2 separate regions of the Hordeum vulgare genome follow, and region 1 is linked to region 2. A link is a contact called in public Hi-C data. All regions are on one chromosome and are shown on one strand. The core of a region is the stretch at or near the end of the contact, and the rest is flanking DNA. Distances in the headings are between cores, read along the strand shown.

What was found. A called contact is a pair of places that touch in the nucleus more often than the background predicts.
Region 1: a contact with region 2 is called in a Hi-C map of seedling, with 7 times the contacts expected there. The contact joins the promoter of LOC123427277 here to the enhancer-like site in region 2. A contact is called at or near these places in 4 of 6 Hi-C or Micro-C datasets (leaf and seedling).

The regions. Positions count from the first base shown.
Region 1 is chr2H:563,120,124-563,126,387 of MorexV3_pseudomolecules_assembly, forward strand. LOC123427277 (cytokinin dehydrogenase 8-like) reads left to right here and starts at 4,775. Exons shown (of 5, transcript XM_045111284.1): 1 at 4,775-5,629; 2 at 5,789-5,916; 3 at 6,011-6,262. The coding sequence starts at 5,044.
Region 2 is chr2H:562,993,315-562,998,972 of MorexV3_pseudomolecules_assembly, forward strand. It overlaps the pseudogene LOC123428652. Among protein-coding and RNA genes, the nearest start is that of LOC123430546, 7.9 kb to the right of the region's middle. Within about 2 kb of position 3,882, at least 3 of the 3 cell types and tissues checked have open chromatin away from gene starts, as enhancers often do. A contact at or near this core is called in leaf and seedling, where this site is marked.

The DNA.
Region 1 (6,264 bases), core at 3,525-6,024, 130 kb after region 2:
TTCCCTCTTTCATGTCAATGATAGCACCAACGGTGCAGAGAAAAGGACGTCCCAAAATAATTGGGCATGAAGGATCACATTCAATGTACATAATAAGAAAATCAACGGGCACATAATTATAATTTACAATAATAAGCATATCATCAATTCTCCCTAATGGTTTCTTTATGGAAGAATCAACAAGACGAACACCAAAAGAACATGGATCATAAGGTTTCCAATCAAGCATATCATACATTCTTTTGGGCATAACGGAAGCACTAGCTCCAACATCACACAAAGCAAAGCAAGAGATTTTATTCAACTTAATTTTCACCATAGGATCCCAACCATGCATCTTCTAGTTTTTTAGGAATAGAAGTCTCTATCTTGAGATTCTCCTCCCTAGCTTTGATAAGAGCATTGGTAATATGCTCGGTGAAGGCAATATTAAGTGTACTAGTGTGGGGGACTTTAGCCATTCTTTGCAAAAAAAGGTGATGACTTCGGAAAGACTACAATTGTCAAAATCAATATCATTGCTATTAAATAAAATTGTAGTGTCATCCTCTATGTTTGATTTTCTCTCTATTATAAGAGTTTGGACGCCTTCCCAAGTTTGGGGATGTTTAGGAGCAACTTCAAACCAAAGATCATGTGGCTTCCCGATGCAACCATGCCAAGGGCATAATTCTCCATAATGACTAGTATAGTCACAAGGTGTCTCCGAGGGTGTCTATTGGGATGGCATGGATCGAGACTGGGATTTGTCACTCCGTTTGATGGAGTGGTATCTCTGGGCCTTCTCGGCAATACAACATCACAAGAAGCTTGCAAACAATGTGACTAAGGAGTTAGTCACAGGATTTTGTATTACAGAACGAGCAAAGAGACTTGTCGGTGACAAGATTGAACTAGGTATGGGGATACCGATGATCGAATCTCGGGCAAGAAACATACCGCTGGACAATGGGAACTGCACACGGGATTGATTGAATCCTTGGCATCGTGGTTCGACCGATAAATATCTTCTTGGAATATGTGGGAACCAATATGGGCATCCAGGCCCGGCTATTGGTTATTGACTGAAGAGGTGTCTCGGTCATATCCACATGATTCTCGAACCCGTAGGGTCCGCACGCTTAGTGTTCGATGACGATATAATATTATTGGGTTATGTATGTTGGTAATTCAATATTCTTCAGAGTCCCGGATGAGATCCCAGACGTCAAGAGGAGCTCCGAAATGGTACGGAGGTAAAGCTTTATATAAGGTAAGTCATATTTTCGCTACCGAAAAAGTTTCGGATTTTCCTGTATTATACTCGGAAGCTTCTAGAAGCTTCCAGAAGCTTTCAGAGGAGTCTGAAAGTCCACCAAGGGTTCCACCACGTACCAAGAGTTTGCATGGTATGAGTGGGGGCGCTCTCGCCTTATTGGGACAAGCCCGCAAGTCTCTCAAGGTCCATGCAGTTGGGAAAGGTGGAAAGTCCACCTTTGTATGGAAGGGAAGGAGGAGGACTAGGATTCTACCTCCTCCCCCTTGGATGCACCCTAGGTCTTGGAGGGGCTGTTTCCCATGCCCCTCCACCTATATATAGAGGGGAGGGGCGCCCCAAGAGGACACACCAAGCCCTTGGCACCTCTCTCTCTCTCCCTTGATCGTGTTCTCCTTCGTTTGCGGTTTCAGTAACGCTCGGCCTAGCCCTGCCATGGTAGCACCACCACGGTCGCCACGACAATGTCGTGTTGCCGGAGAACTCATCTAATGCTCCGCCCTCACTCGCTGGATCAAGGAGGTAGAGATGTCATCAAGTCGCACGTGTGTTGAACGCGGAGGTGTCGTCTGTTCAGCACTAGATCGGGACGGATCGTGATTGGATCGTGAAGACATACGACTACATCAATCGTGTTATATACGCTTCCGCTTAACAATCTACAAGAATACGTAGATACACTCCCCCTCTCGTAACTATGCATCTCCATGGATATATCTTGAGTGTGCGTAGAATTTTTATTGTTTCCCATGCAATGTTCTCCAACACATCTTGTAGTAGTACTTGAAGTCCTAACCGCCGCTGGAGGTGGTAGGTTTTCTAGACTTAGAGCATTTATAATCGAATTTGGAAGATTAGCCCATATACAACATCGAACGCCCCCTCATTTGGCTTGTGAGACAACCACACACTTTAAATGTGGATCATCAAATCGATGCAATCCATGAAGATGGATCATAGAGCACAAATTCGATAGTTCAGTAATTCGACAAAGCAAAATAAATCATAGTTTAATAATTCAGATGTGCCAAAATGAAATTCAAGTCCGAGCGTGATGGATTCACTCGATGTCAGGATCACTCGCCAGACGCCATCCATGTGGCATGCTCCGCGATGTTCCCTGGCTTGCATGCTGGAGCCGAGGACGGGACACCCATGATCGACACCTAAGCAGCCCCCGTGACGGCGGTGTGGGACAGGTCGGTCGACATCTAGGGCGACAGATGAGAGCCGACTGCGACGATGGGGGAGCAAGGGGGAATGACGACGATGACTCGGATGCGGGAAATGGTGAATGGGCGCGGGAGGATGGCGGTGGGTTTGTGGACTTGAGGGATTTGACGCAATTTATGGTGAGGTCGGACTGTTTGGTCAGACGAGGCGGACGCGTCTGAACTCGCCCGGACCCCATTATATTCATCCTAGATTTGAACTGGATATAAGAGATGTCGGTCAGCCTGAATGTTTAGAGTCGGTATGAGCTAATCTGGTTTTTAATCGGGTCGTGCATCCGGAGAACGTATCTAGTGCACCGCGACAATTGGTGCTACGAGTGTATCGGTCCCCCGTTGCATTCACATAACATCAATGTATCTTGTCACAAAAAATTAAATAACTTTGAAACATTGCTCGAGATAGAAAATATAAATTTAACACTGGATAATACATAGCAGGGTTTCAGTTTTGGCCCATTAACGCATTAATGACAAATTTATCATATTTATATCTCGAGCAATATTTTGAATTTTGATTTGAACTTTTGTGACAAAATACATTAGTATTGTGTGAATGTACTATATTTTTTGAATTTATACAAACATTTTTAAATATGCAACTGTGGACCGGTGCACCGATAGCATCAATTGCTCCAATGCATGCTCCAATGCACTAGATACGTTCCCCGTCTATCCGGGCGTTTGAGGCCGAGGCGCCCAGGTGCTCTTAGAGCATCTCCAACCAACGCGCTCGCGTAAATTTGTTTATAACATCAAAATAGCAATTTAGCGCGTGAGAAAGGATGATTGCCGTTTAAGCCGCTGCAAATTTTTCACACGTAATTGTTCGTTGCCCAACGCGCTGAACCTAACGCACAAAATATCAAATGCGTGATGCAGTTTTCCGTAGCATGTTGTACATTTTATGCGCTTGTTTATCGCTTGAGGAATTATAACACGATTGTGCTTTATATAGCAGAAATTGCGTTTGGAGCTTGGCCTCCATAAAGGCTTTTAAATTTGAAAAACAAATTTCATGAAAATTCATGTTTTCATATTTCAAAATATTCTAAAAAAATACAGAAATAAACGAGGAGTAACACACATGTGTGTAAGTGTAAATTTTCAGAAAAAAATACATTGAAATGAGGGCTATAAAAAAGATGAATCTAAGGCTTTTGAACACATTACACAATGTATCGTTCCAGACCATGAATTTATCAGATTGTATTTTAAATTATTTCATTCTAAAATTTTACATACATATACACAACATCCTTCTTTACTTGTATATATTTTTAGACTTTTTTAAAACCCAAAAGATTAAATTTTAAATTGTTCAAATAATTCTAGTCTTCATGCAGGCCGAGCTCCAAACGTCCGTTCTCATTATAGAGCCGTTTGCCCGTTTTATTCAACGCGCGTCTTATTTAGCGCATGCGTTGGGAGATGCTCACGGCAGGCGACGCAAGTGACGTTCCGTATCGGACGCGTGGGTTGGTACTTCGCCTCAGACGCCGGCGGCGAGTGCATGCACGTAAGGTGTACTAGGTGGGTGTCGCTGCCAGCAGTGTGGAGCACAAGTACGCCACGGACGCACGGGGTGCGCGCCGGCGCCAGGCAGGCCGCAGTGGAGAAGCGCCGCTGCTGACACGCACGGTCGCCCGCTCTCTTGCTCGTTGAAGTTTCTGCCCGCACGGCGTCGCTCGCCAGAGAGCGAAGCCAAGACGGGTCATTCATTCCACAGTGCCGGTCAAAACGGTCGCTGGCAAGTAGTAATGCCGTCTAAGCGTCAGCCACAGTGACCACCGAGGTGGATCGGTGCTCTCGTAGCCATCGTCCAGAAGACGACTGACAGCTACGTGCCGTGCTGCATACATATAGATACTCTACAGATCCTTTTAATAGAAAAAGTACATGGGTTTCTGTAGTTTTATAAAATATGTACAGGGTCTGTTTTCAAAGACATGGACCGAACAAACCACATCGTACGCTTCTGCAATCCAGTAGCAATACGAGCTGAGTGCTCTTTTTTAAGTGGAGTAAGTTGCTTCCTTGCCCAAGGTTTAGTAGTAGTAGCTAGCAATCCTCTTGGGAGAAATGCGATCGATGAGTGGAACGGAGGGAGGGAGGCAGGGCCGGGCCCTCGTGGATCCGCCGTACCCCAGCTTGGGGTTTCCATTAGATTCTCTGGCGGCCCGACCGCGTCACGGCACCGCTTACGACCGACGACAGAGACCGGCTGCTCTCCTCTCCTCTCCTCTCCTCTCCCTCCGCTTGTATATATCCGCGAGCTGTCTCGCGGTCTCGCCTCGCTCCTCCTCCCTCCCGTCCCTTTTCCATTCCATCGATCCACAGTTCTTGTGGGAACCCAAGGATCCATCCAGACAGAGACGCCCCCGACCGAGGCAGCAATCACCAAACAGCTAGCGCGAGCGAGGGTGCACGACGACAACACATTCAACTGCCTCCCACTTCCATCGGCCTCGTCCAGCGAGGAGCGCCATTTGGTCCTGTCCAAGCGCGGGCTAGACGGCTAGACGCTCGATACACGGAGCTGACTGGCCGAGAACCATGGACCTCAAGGCGCTGTACATGTACGCCGCCGTCCTAGCCCTGCTCCTCTGCTCCGCGGCGACCTTCATCCAGAGCCCCACCGACGTGTTCGGACCGGTGGCGCTCCTCGAGCCAACCCCGTCCTCGGCGCGCGACTTCGGCGCCATCGTCTCCGACGCGCCCTTCGCGGTCCTTCGGCCGGAGTCCACCGCCGACATCGCGCTCCTCCTGACCGCCCTGTCGACGGCGCCGCCGCACCCGAGGGCGACCGTGGCCGCGCGCGGCGTCGGGCACTCGCTCCAGGGCCAGGCCCAGGCGCGCGACGGCATTGTGGTGGAGACGCGTTCCCTGCCACGCACCGTGGTGGTGGTGGCGGCGCGGGCGAGCGGCGAGGCCACCGCGCACGCGTACGCGGACGTGGGCGCCGGCGCTCTGTGGGTGGAGGTGCTGGAGGAGTGCCTGAAGGCCGGCCTGGCGCCGCTGTCCTGGACGGACTACCTGTACCTCACCGTGGGCGGGACGCTGTCCAATGCCGGCATCAGCGGCCAGGCGTTCAAGCATGGCCCGCAGATCAGCAACGTCCTGCAACTCCAAGTCGTCACAGGTATGCAGTACTCCACGCCCACCGCGCACATGCAGCCTACTGTCAATTTCTTCTTCTCATAAACCCTTTCTCTGTTTGATCTGTAAGAAAAAGAAAGAGAGCACTGAACCTGTAAATTTCTGCAGTAATTTACCCCTTTTCCCATGCTCTTGGCTGCAGGGAGTGGGGAGATCGTGACATGCTCACGCACCAAGACCCCGGACCTTTTCTTCGCAGTTCTTGGCGGGCTTGGCCAGTTTGGCATCATCACCAGGGCAAGAATTCTCCTCCAAGAAGCTCCTCCAAAGGTAAATGCATGGCTCGTACCAATCGCCTCATGCCCTCTTTTTTTACTTCCATTGTTCTTACTTCTTACCATCCTGAATTCCTGATGACGATCAGGTGAGATGGGTGAGGGCCTTCTACGACAGCTTCGAGACATTCACCAAGGACCAAGAGCTCCTGATCTCAATGCCGGAGCAGGTGGACTACGTGGAGGGATTCATGGTTCTGAATGAGCACTCCATCCACAGCTCGTCCATCGCCTTCCCCGCTCGCATCGATTTCAGCCCAGACTTCGGCTCCGAGGGAAAGAAGAAGGTCTACTACTGCATAGAGTTTGCAGTGCATGACTTCGGCTTCAGTGTAGATCATGT
Region 2 (5,658 bases), core at 2,632-5,131:
TCCTTATCATCTCGTATGTCTGTGTGTGCTATGTGCCGAGCCCGGCATGCCTCTTCCCCCTAGCAACCTCCGCCTCACCTCGCCGTTGCGCCATCCTGTCCGGTGGCTGTGCGGGGGCTGTGGGGCTGGCCCACCACCTTCCCACTGGAGAGCTTGTGACCTTCCTCGCCGTCGTGCATAACTTCGTCCGGATCAGCTCTGCTTTACCTGCAGCACTGGCCTCTAATCCAACTCGTGGGAGCACCGTCTCGGTTGGGGAACGAGGCTAGCATGAGTGGATGCACCGATCTAGGGTCAGTTGATTCCTAGAATAATTTTGTTCCGAGATTTGTTTTATATCTCCCTTATATAATATTTGGATGTAGAGGCCGGAGGTCATCCTCCTTATCTAAAAAATATATAATGTTTTGGTTTACCCCGATACATCTTCATTTTGATCTTTGTGTTTCTTTTGAGCTAGAAAATTACTTCCATTGGGCAACCGAAAATCAGTTAATGTTGTATGTATGGGATACGAAAAACATGCATCCTTTTGTTGGCCACCACCTTAGTATGTTTGGCATTATAAATGTTTTATCTTCCAATTAAGAATAGTAATATTGAGCTGCCATATTTTCACGCTTCTTAGAAATTGCCATATTTTGCTTAACGCTGATGAATTTGCTTCCATTCGATTGAAATTGTAATTTATTCATGAAACACAATTACTAGCCTCTGATCCTGGTGCCAATATGTTTTTATGCCTCTAGTTTTCCTTTTATATATGTTGTGAGAAAATGAAGATATTGCTTCCTACCAACAATGCTTCATCTAGTTTCTTGGATATGATTCTATGGTGATGTTTTTTGCTTCCACCATTGCAAGTGTGTGCTACTTTATTGTCCAAACATTTTGCTTCAACAATTATTATCCGACATTAGTGTATGTTACAACCACCGCTATTGTCCGCTTCAACCAATACCAGTGTTTCTTTTGTTCATGAATTTTATTATACAACCATTTTCCTTTTTTCGTGGATTTTTGTATCAGCCACTAAATTTTGTGCTTCCTTCTTTCGCACTGAATGGTTCAGTTGTACAGATTTCAAATGATGATGTAATGTCTCAACTGCTAGTCCAACCGGGCTCTAAGGTGTCGGTTCTACGGCGATCAACGTAGAGCTCGTGGCACACACAGATATTATCACGAACAGATTGCCGGCAACCGCTATGCCGACTATGACAATATGAAAATAAAGTTGTAAGAGTAATTTACTTTTGCAGTAAAATGAATTTGTAGTTTGTGTTCACATTGTATTAGTCTGTTTCAATGCACCATTATACATGTGCAGCCCTCTCACATAATTTCTTTTTGAAGCAAAAAAAAAATCTTAATACGAAAAATATCATTGTGTTTGCAATTTTATTACTACGTTGGTTGGAAGAAAATTTATAGTTAATGGAAGCAAGAGATTGATGCTTTTGAAACAAGTGCAATTTTTTTCCTATTTACGGAAACAAATCACTGTTTTGTTGAATGAATTCCCTTGGAATAATGCTTTCGACACAAAATATTTTCTACTCAGATATAGTTTTATTTTATATGGATGCAAACATTACAAACGAAGCTGGAAGCAAATATTGGTGTGCGGAAGATACCCACCGTCATACATTCTGCGTCCTTAATTGAGGAAAATCAGTTATGCACTAGCAGTAAATTTCCTATTATCTAGTAGCAAGTTTAAAAAATTGTCAAATATAAGAAAGTATACGAAGCATTAGAAGTTCTGCATGAAGCAGCTAATTTTATAGTATACCAAAAAAATGTGTCTACAAAACATAGTTTTTCTGGGTAGAAAACAATTATTTTAAAAATATTGGATTGAATCAAATTTCCATCACAGAGGAAGCAAATTATTATATCCATGGAAGCATTGTTTTTTTACGGATCCACGGAAAAATACTTTGTTGTACTGAAAGAAAAATAATGAAGTTGGAAACATGAACATGGATGGATGACGCACTATACAGTATATCAATCATTTTTTAGGGTATACGATATATCACACGTGATTAACGAAAGCGTAGATTCATGCATCATGCATGTAAGCTAACTATTAGCCCACGTGACATCAAGCCCAAGTACTATACTCGCATATAAAAAGTAAGAAGTCCGATGGATGCGGGAACCATTATGACGAAGCACTCAATTAACGCGAAACAAATTAGCGGCCTGACTACTAGTACATCGGACGTCCATGATGCTTTGGATCGAACGGTTAAGTACTAGTCTGATAGCGAGCTAAACATCAGTAGTCTGATGCCTAGCGTTATGTTACTTGGAGTTGTTCAAAAGTATAAGAACAACTGGAGTGAATTTACTGCGCCGATGCAAATTCAGTGCCACTCAAGAAAGACGAGTGATTTTACCAGGTTGATGTAAATTAAGCGTGACTCAAGAAATTTCCGGTGTCCATATCGGTTCGAGCTGTTTGAATACTAAATGCTGACGACCTATGAAAGCACACTAAATGTATTTTTGCAATTCCATTTCCTATCTATCAAGTATGTGCACTGACCTGATCTCTCAAGTATTATCTTGGATGTCTGATACGCAGTCTTATAATAGTGCTACCACTATCTTTTAGCTAGCAGCCTTGCTTAAGTACGGCAGCCTAAATTAAGCCCAAACCATTGGTTGGACAATTCTTGTTGGTCCCTGAATAGTATAGGCCTGAATTCGACTAGCGACCTAACAAGATGTGATATGCAGATTAGTTAGAAGTATATGGGGCTATCGATACGCAAGCATGCAATCTAGTACTAGATCCGCTACGATCATGGTTGCGACTGTAAAACAGAATACATCCAAAGCTTACGGAGTCAGATCAGTGATCATCACCATCGGCAATGCCTTTTCATGTTTTCCCTCGTACTAAACTGCAGGTTACACTCACTTATTGGTCCAGAGTCTAAAAAGCTTCATGTCAAATTCAATGGTATAATTAGGTTACAGAAGATTTTAGATAGAGGTCGGTTTGATCCACACACATATGGACTGACGACGACAACTACATGTGTTATTCAGATATTTACGTCCGCTTCTGAAAACCACCCAGTAGGTCGTGCATATCGTTGAAATGTACCTATATGTTAATATACTACCAAAAGCATCCTCTGTTGTCGCAGGGTCGCAATAAACTACGTATTCAGTATATCAAAGTAAGGTAGGGCTTTTCCCCCTCTAACAAACAAGCTTAAATAAGCTACCACTTTGCACCCTCCTTTGGCCGTCACTCAGAGCATATCCTCGGAATGTTGCCATTGCCAAGTAAGCTTGCACCATGATAAGCCAAGAACCCGAGATTCTCAGTATCGCCACTTGCGTCAGTGAGGGTGACAAACCGTAGAAGATTGTGCTTCAAGCCAAAAACGACCATCCGACTGGTGGCGGACCCACATTTTGACGACCAGTGACGATGAAAGACAGGGATACAAAAAAAAAAAACGTGGTCGCTCAACACCAGGGTGACAGTGCATCATGACCATCAACGTTCGATTGGATGAACATATATTCGTCCTAGCAGAGGTTGGTCAGGTGGACCAATACGTACGTACGGTTGCGGCTAGCAAACATAGCTCAAAGCAAGCCTCCAAGGCGCTCGTACGCACCATCTCATGGTCATGGATCCAAGGCCAGATGCACCCAATCTCTGCGCCGAGATTTGGAAGACCTGTGGGCTCGTGTCCTCTTGTTCCAAAGGTTCATGGAATCCTACGAGATCGCCCGGCGGTTGCATGGGCAGCCGGGCAGCCGCAGGCCCCGGCGAACACCGTGTCATGACCAGCAAGATTGACCCCGCCTGAGATCGCGTCACATGAAGGGATCCCGCGACTGGACTTGCTGCCATGTATGCCATATATATAATCCAAGACAATGGCTACGTGCAGCTAAAACATCCGTGTTCTGACACACGCACACACAGATGCAGGACCGCATATACAAAAATGTGGGCGGGCACATCACATGAACTCTTCAATGCCTGGACAGGAGCAGTGGCCGGCAGCGACATGCGTGTGCGTCTTATTTTACTCTCTTCTTCTACTCATACGCTTATTCAAGAGGAGTATCTTCCTTTGAATGCCCACCGCGGCCATCCTGGAAGATCATGTATTTTCATGGAGTCGTAGATCGTGTGCTGCTCCGTATGTATGTATTGTTTGCTGCTCCGTGCATGTGATCACCGGCTGAAGCAAGCAATCCAAGCTGGGGGCCTGGGGATTTTGGGCGCTCCGTTCCGTAATGAATGGCGTGGCCTGGACCGGACCGGATGCGCACACTCCACATGCAACGGTCCTTGCGCACGTCTCCTAACGGTGCTGCTACGCTGCCACGGCTAGTTCACAGGTTTAATAGTAGTACTAGGAGTAGGACCAAAATAACATGACACCTCAGCTCGAAGAGGGCAATGCGCCACGTGCGGCCGGGCGACTTTTCTCTTTTGGCAACGTAGCGAGGCAGCGATGTCATCCAGGACCAGGGACACGACAGTTCAGCTGTGGTGCTAGTTCACGGTCGGCTTCGTTGGTTCGAGCTCCGCACTCGGGAGTACCCCGCACTGGGCACGCCAGGGGCATCCCGGTGGTGTCATCACGGACGGACGGGGTCACGGCAGTAAACCTCTGATCGAGCTTGATGGTGCGAATCAGATCGCTTAGAGCATGGTTAATAGTATAGCCATATGATATAGTGCCAACTCTAACACGCGATCCTATCCTTACGTCCGTTTTATTCGGAATCTGTCCGTTTAGGACGGATAATGGAGTTGTGTCCGGGCCATTTCTGGGATGCGGTGGCCGTGTGTCCAACATGCGGACGCATCCTTGGTCGTATCCTGTCCGCCTCATTTTCAAATACAAGCATTCGAATAGCCACGGTCGATAGTTAATGCAAGCGGCCCTAGATCACGCCGACAACACAGCCAGCCTACACGTCCACGTCGGCAACACAGGGAGCAGCCGGCAACACATCCGATCTCCAAAAAAGAATAGGTTTTTTGCCGGCAACACAGCTAGCGGCCGACTCACCATGCCAGCCTCCAAAAGAAGAACGGCCACGACCGATCTGACGCCCTAGTTCAGGCCATCGGCATTGAACATCTCTTTCTGCCGGGCCTCGAACCAGCTCCTGCCCACCCGTGTGAAAGGCCTCGCATATAGTTTGTTTCTTTGCATATAATAGAAACTTTCATATTAAGTGCATTGAATATGATGAGAAGTTTGATTCCTTGCATATAGTTTTGAGATATGAAGATGGTAATATGACAGTCATGCTAGTAAGTAATTGTGAATTGGAAGAAATACGTGTGTTAAAGCTTGTGATTCCCGTAGCATGCACGTATGGTGAACCGTTATGTGGTGAAGTTGGAGCATGATTTGTTTAATGATTGTCAACCTTTGTGTGGAGGTCGGGATCGCGCAATGGTTAACTCCTACCAACACTTCCCCTAGGAGCATGCTTCTAATACCTTACTTCGATAACTAATAGGCTTTTGCAATAAGTATGTGAGTTCTTTATGACTAATGTTGAGTTCATGGATTATACGCATTCTCACCCTTCCACATTTGCTAGCCTCTCTAGTACCGTGCTATTTTCGCTGGTACACTAAACTCACCTTCC